2 separate regions of the Anas platyrhynchos genome follow, and region 1 is linked to region 2. Evidence: chromatin contacts called from public Hi-C data. All regions are on one chromosome and are shown on one strand. Each heading gives the region's core, a stretch centred on a gene start, on an enhancer-like site or on the middle of the called end of the contact. The rest is flanking DNA. Distances are from core to core; before and after follow the strand shown.

What was found. A called contact is a pair of places that touch in the nucleus more often than the background predicts.
Region 1: a Hi-C map of subcutaneous adipose tissue shows a contact between it and region 2, with 2.6 times the contacts expected there. The contact joins the promoter of PPIF here to the enhancer-like site in region 2. A contact is called at or near these places in 5 of 8 Hi-C or Micro-C datasets (F1 follicle, liver, skeletal muscle and 1 more).

What each region holds. Positions count from the first base shown.
Region 1 is chr6:15,837,264-15,840,984 of IASCAAS_PekinDuck_T2T, forward strand. PPIF (peptidylprolyl isomerase F) reads right to left here and starts at 1,335. Exons shown (of 6, transcript XM_027460206.3): 1 at 1,133-1,335; 2 at 817-847. The coding sequence starts at 1,285.
Region 2 is chr6:15,674,141-15,677,506 of IASCAAS_PekinDuck_T2T, forward strand. No RefSeq gene overlaps it. Among named protein-coding and RNA genes, the nearest start is that of ANXA11, 14 kb to the left of the region's middle. Within about 2 kb of position 1,546, at least 3 of the 8 cell types and tissues checked have an H3K27ac peak or open chromatin away from gene starts, as enhancers often do. A contact at or near this core is called in subcutaneous adipose tissue, where this site is marked.

The DNA of each region.
Region 1 (3,721 bases), core at 85-2,584, 160 kb after region 2:
CGGAAACAAAGCATAGGACGGTATGTTCCCATACACGACACGTAATGAAGTCAAACACAATTAACGTCACTAGGTCCCAAGATTATATACTTCAAGAAGTCTATTATATCTTTAAGGTATTATCAGTTGGTTGTTTTCATCCTCAAAGAAACACTGCTACAAAACCACAGAAATAAAGCAAACCAGGGTACAAACAGAATCCTCCCTCGCACTGCCCTTGGATTTTGCTGTTACACCTTTACACCCCTGAGTCCCATCACTCCGGAGTCAAAGATCACATTTTCTGCATGTTGTGCCTTTGTTCTCGAGTTTAACTGTGGAGATGATGCTTCTCCTTACTTTGTTCATCTAATGAGAACTGAAAGAAAGCTACAAGTTTTTCAGAACCACTAAATAAGCAATAAGGAAAGAAGCATATGGAAAAGTACGAGAACTTTATAACCTGGGTGCACTAGTTAACTAGTGACAAGGAAAATAAAACCCTGTATGCTGTCATAATACCCTACCAGAGGAACCCTTTGTGGGTTTCCCTTTCCAGTTTGTTTTGTGGTTTGGTTTTAATAAAAGGCAACTCATTTTCAAGCATAGTTATTCACCACTGGTAACCCAACATCAGCCTGTACACAAGTTCATAGAAGTTACAAAATAAAACTATTTGAAACAACAAACTAAAGCCCTAGCACCGCTCTGACGAAGTTCAGAACATATTTCTTGATTTCACAAATGGGGAAGGAAGATGGAAATAGTTTCCCTAAGTTATGGGAATGTTCTTCTTCCTGCCATTTTAAGTATGAAATTCTCAAGGTGATGCCCTACCTGCTGTCTTTGGGACCACATCAGCTTTCAGCTGTTGAAGAAATAGAAAAGGAAGAATTAGTCAGGTTTTCCACACATACATGCACTGAACAACTCGCGTGCGGTGAGTTGGTGCAATTGAACAGCCGCAGGGGCCGAGCCGTGCCCAGCACGGAGCCACGCGGCACCACACCGGGAGGCCAAGGAGAAAGGGGCACGGACACCGCCCCGCAGCCCTGCACCGACCCCCGGCAGCCCCCACCGCTGCCCTCCCGCCTGCCCTTGGCGGCGCGGCCCTGCCGGACACTCCGTCCCGTCCCGCCCCGTCCCCCCGCACCTCCAGCACCACGCGGCCCAGCGGCTGCTCGTCGGCGCCCACGTCCAGGTAGACCAGCGGGTTCCGCGGGGCGCCGGGCCCCGAGCCGCAGCCGCGGGCGAGCCCGGGCCGGGTGCGGGGCAGGAGGCGGCGGGCGGCGCTCAGCGCCTGCATGGGCCCGGGGCGCGCAGACACGGCGGGGCCGCGCGGCGCCGCCTTTTATCGCCCTCACGGGGCGGGCGCTGCCGGCATCCCGCCCGCCGCACACAGAGCCGCCTGGCGGCACCAGCACCGCGCCGCAACCGGGGCGGCCAGCCTCCAGCCTCCGGCCCCCGCCAGTCCCGGTCCCCAGCCCTGCCCCGAGCACAGAGGTCAGGGCAGGATCCCAAGAGCTTGGAGATGGCGATTCAACAGCTTCCAGCTCATTGAACCTCTCTTAACCCTGAGCATCAGTATCAGCTCTCTTGGCAATGATTTGGAAGCTGCCCTTCCCAAACCTGCTCCCCATTGCATCAAGAATCTGCTCCAAAGATTGCTCCATCAGCTTTATGTAACGCGCCCTACTTCTTGTGCTGGAGGAAGCGAGTTGAGTCTTACCCACCTGTGTCGTGCTCAGCATGATTTTTAGACCTGCATCTTTGCACCTCCCGGTCATGTCTTTTCCAAACCAAAGTTGCAGCCAACTTGATCACTACTTATAAGAAAGCTGTTCCGTGCCTCTAATGCCTCACCTTTAATGCCCTTCTCCAAGGTGTTTCCAGTTTTATGATATCCTTTTAGAGATGAGGGAATCTTTGCACAGTATCCAAAAGAGGGGTAAACAATGAATTTGTACATATAGCACCATAACAGTGTTTTCAGTTCTGTTTTCTATTCCTTTACTAATAGCTCCTTCTACAGGTTCGCTTTCTGGCTGGCCTGGAACATTTTTATGGACCTTTTTACCATAACTCTCAAATCTTGCTAAGTTGAAACAGTGAACAGTGAACTTCTATGGAAAGTTAGGACTGTTTTTGCATTACTTCATTTGCATTGATTTCTATCTGATACTTCATTGCCCAGTTGCTTAATTTCATTAAATCCTTCTTAAATTCTTCACAGTTGGCTCTTGTTCAAACTATCCTAAATAAAGTATTATCATCTATGAAGCAGGTGCCTATGAGAATCACCTGATTTGGTTATGAGAAATTCCAGTTGGTATTTATAGCCAGCACAGCATATAACATTAGAAAACAGCAAACTTCTCTGAAGTGATAGGTAGGACAAGGGAGATTATTAGCAATTTTTCTAAATCTCTCAATGTGTCCATTAGCACGCACTTTAGGAGAGAATCCAGAGAACAACAGAAGCACTAAAAGCTTTAGAAAACATATTAGATATCTGAAACATATACTAGATTAAAGGAAAACACCTATCCTTGAGATTCACAAGTGGAAAACAGGGACAGACAAAAGCTTGAAATGTTTATTTGTCTTCTTAGATTTAAGTACTGGGACTTAGGGGAGGGTTTGTGTTTTTTTTTTGTTTTGACTACAACCCCAAAAATACTCTACACCAACAGGTAGACTCTGTGGGCTTAAAGGTCCTTGACAGACGAAAAAGTACACAAAAAGAAAAAACACATCGTTCTAACAGCAAGCCATCCTATCCTACCATGTATCTTCTATTCAACAGTTGTGCATCACCCCCATAAAATGAGTTCCAGAACTGGAGTAAAATAGCTGCACATTTACAATGGACAGTGGAAATTTCAGCATTTGTTGTCCAATTCATAACAGAAGGCTGAAGTAAACATAACTGATGAAATGGTGAGACTTTGGATTCAGAAGTTACAAAATTAGAGAAATTACAAAAGGATCAGGCTGACCAAGCAAAACAGATGCATTACCATACCACTCTGACCACGAAAACACACACACTAAAGAAAGAAGCTGTTAAGACTCTTACTACACATGAAACTGAAAATCATCTGTTTATTTTGTATAGTGATTACCAGCTACAATTATTATTATTATTACTATTTAATAGTAGCTAAGTCAGTATGTATGTTTCAGTTGCCTTTTATGCTCTCAGCTGCTAGTCCATTTTGGGAAATAATTTAATCGAGTCATCAATCTGTTTAATTCTCTGGTGACCATAAGAAAGATGACCACACTCTTTTTAATGTTTTAATTGTAGTAGCCACTAGAAGCCCAAACCAAAATTAGCATTTGGGTGTTGAGTTCTGTGCATACCTATAATAAAAGACAGTTCTGGCCCTGAAGGCCTATCATTTAATAAGACAAAAGACGAGTGAAAGAAAGTATCATCTTAATTTTGCAGTTTGAAAGCACTGCCAGAGTAGCTTTTAATTGTTTTGCTAAGAGTTCACAGGTATCTTTGGTAGAGTAAACAATGCTATTTTCCATGTTTACAGGCCTTTGCGAGAAGCAAACCATCTCACTCTCTGTCACAGTGGGGATTTCTTATTTGGGAATATAGGCTAAATCATTATCTCTAGGCCTACAGATTAAAACTGCTAAATCGCTCGTTATGTTTTATTCCTGCACAGTGAGATGAGTTAAAACTTGTACAGACAGTATGATAGGAACTTCTGAGTTACGCAAAGGT
Region 2 (3,366 bases), core at 296-2,795:
GATGACTTACTAGCAGTATCATAATACAGGAGGACAAAATATGAGGTTACAGCCACATCTGTGTGACTGGAAGTTGCCGTTTCCATGGCGGTTAAGACTTAATTACTCATGAAGCAACTCATCAACCTCCACTTTTTTCAGTCTGACATATTTTTGTTGTTTTTGTTTTTAATAGAAAAGCCATTAATAACTGCATCAGTCCCCTCCCTTTCACTGGGACCTGCATTTACACTGAGATTCTAATCCCAATAAATTCTCTTCTGAGATCAGCTCAAAGCAGGCAGCCAGTTCCAAGGGAACTCAGAAGTGAAACAGAACCTGAAGATAATTGTTTATGGGGGCTAAAAATGGGATTTTGTCTTCTTCACTTTCAGATGTGTAAACCTCATCATTTTCTACTCCTTGTTAGCACTGCAAACAGCTTTGCAAGTTTTGGAACTCTGGTCATTTTGAATAAACATTCCAGCCTTTAAAATGTTTACAGACTAAACTGCAGAGCTAAATGTTTATGTTGCACTGAATAACTTCAGCATTGTATTTAACTGAAAGGCTCCTAAAGTAATATTGTTTCTATCAGTAGGTGAAGACACACACTACTGCAACAACCAGAATTTTAAACGAAGAGATTAGTACCAGTCTGTCCGTGAGTATTTAGTACATGTCTACACAGTAGGCTTTATAGTTTACAGGCTTCTAAAAGTTTAAGTGGTTTCTAACTCTGAATGTATTCCTAGGTCTTTTCAAAAGAAATCATTATAACAAGTAGCTTATATGAAAACTAGCACATTGCTTTCTGAGTTCCAAGTGTTATATTCCTCCCTTAATTTATTTTAATAAGAAATAAATCCTGGGCCTCTTATCTTAAAACACGTAACCTCAGATAATGCTAGAACCATCATCTGGAGCATCTGGATCTTACTTTTACACCTTTGCAAGAGTGAAGTTTTGCTTATTTTTAAGAATGCCTTATACTTTTTCTGACGTGCACGGTTACATATGGCTGGTTGCCTTCAGTGGAGATCTGGTCTTGTCCAGAAGAAGTAATTTCTGGAACAAAACATCTGTTCTTGACCAAATCTCTACTGTTTTATCTAAGGACCTACCCTGTACCTGCTCAGGTTAATTTCAATCATGTCTCTCTTTCCTTAGCAGTTACATTTTTCTCACTCTTTGTGGACAGAATCAATACCTAATAGTGTGTAAATCTGAAAGCATGTCATTCACTGCAAAATATTGCTTGGCTTGCAAAATGAAAACAACCTGGGGCACAATATTTCTTCTAAGAAGAGCACCACCACGAGGACAGTTCCGTGGTGGCACTGGCATGAAGGACACATTATTTGTTGCTCTGCTTCTCATGTTAAAACTTTCCACATTAAAGCAATACAATGCAGGCAAAGATATTTCTTAACTTCTGTGGTTAACTTGTATGTTTGCGTTTCACTGTGAGGTTCAGATGGATGTGTTTTCCACGAGGTCAGGAGAGTTTGCCCTGGATCAGCTCCTCCGGGATTCATACCATTACACATTTCCTGTTTTGCACATGACAACACAGTAAGCTTTTCAAAGACACAAGCTGTATGCATAAGCCTTCTGAGCTGATTTACTACTGTACTATTGCAACAGTCAGACAGTATAAAACTGGAGGAAAGCCCTCTTGACTGAAGCCTTTGTCATCTTTCTATTGAGTCATTCTGAGCCCACTGCTGAAATGAGATGAATTCAGAGTGACCACCTCAGGGTTTAAAGTGGATTTTCAACTCCCTAGATATAAAATGATTGGATTTTGCCTTTTGGACCTCAGGCTTCCTATAGCTATGTCTTTGGAAGAGGAGCTATGTCACAGTTGAAAGAGGAGGACTGGGTAATAGTCTGAAGTCTGTATTATGCTTGAAAACTTCCTGGTAACATCCCTGATCTAAGCCCTAGGGAGGCAGCAAACTTCTTTGTGAAGAGGGTCTGGTCTGCAGACGGGAGCCTCCATTCCCTTGAGAAGAGAGTCATCTACGAATACAACTCGCCATGATTTCTTCACGACACAAGTCTTGATGGTACACGTGCTATGAGTCCTTGGTTGATCTGACTTTAGAAGGAGGACTTGCACAGATGCATCTTCTTCTGTCTCTTCACATTCCTCGTCTGCTACTCCCAGAGCCTTGTACCTATTCAGGAAGCTGAGCAGGCAGACAGGGCTTGTGGCTCCGTGTAGTAAATTGCTTCCACTCCTCGGTGTCCCACAAGTTGCTGCCTTTACCCAGATGTAGACCAGATGCTGGGCCTGCCTCAGCAGTGGCCATGCCAGGTTTAGCATGTACATACCTGAGAAGACAGAGCATGGCTCCATTCATCTATCACCTGTTCAGACTTTCAGATGCTTCTTGGCCTCCCCACCTCTTTCCGAATCTTGGCCACCAGGCAGAACAGTTCATCCACCTGGGCACATCTCACAGATCTGTGCTTGCTCTCGCCCTCCATCTCAGGGAGCAGCACCAGGCACACCCCACAGACTGAGAGGCAGGCGGTAGCACGGACTGCCCAGAGCTATGGCACCATGTCTGCAGTTCATTGCCTCACACCTGACAGAATACTGCTCAATGCATTGCCGTGGGCAAGGGGGGCCACCAGGGCTGTAGCCCAGACGTGCTGGTGAGCAGAGCAGGCGGTCAGTGCAGGCCGCGTGCGGACTGAGCGACAGGTGTCCGCCATTTTGTGCCAACAGCACTCTCCCCAGGCTCCATGCGGCTTCCCGCTGTTTGAGCTGGCCATGCGCTCAGCTGAGGTGATCATCTGTGTCGGAGGAGCTCTACTAGCACTTGGCAAGTTTCATAACAACACGTCACCAAAGACTCAGTAGAGATGCACCATTTTTAATGCACCAGTTCCTGAACCAAATTTTAAAAACTGGCATCACTACTCCTCTTCCACAAACTGCTTCAACGGTGCTCAGTGTGGTAGGCTTCTCCTCACCCCACACAAAGCCTGGATCATTCAGATATCCTTTACCTCTTTACAGGGTACATTCCTGCAAGCAGGTACCTCATCCCACTATATCCCTGTTCAGAATCCCTTAGCTCACAGTGACTACACCACCACTACTACATAAATAACAACACTACCATCATTGACACTAGTCTTAAAATTATTAGACTCTCAGAAATTATGTAGGCAACACGTTGGGTATCACAAAACTGAGAATGCAAAATCCTACCTCTTCATAAGACAAAACCAAAACAAAAAAATATCACAATATTTTAGAGCAGGGGGTATACTTCAACAAGTTAATCCTAGGAAGAGTTGTCACAGTAGCAGTTAAAATCAAAAGGAAAATTGGCCAGAGTTCATACCCTATTTATTAAGGGGAAAAAC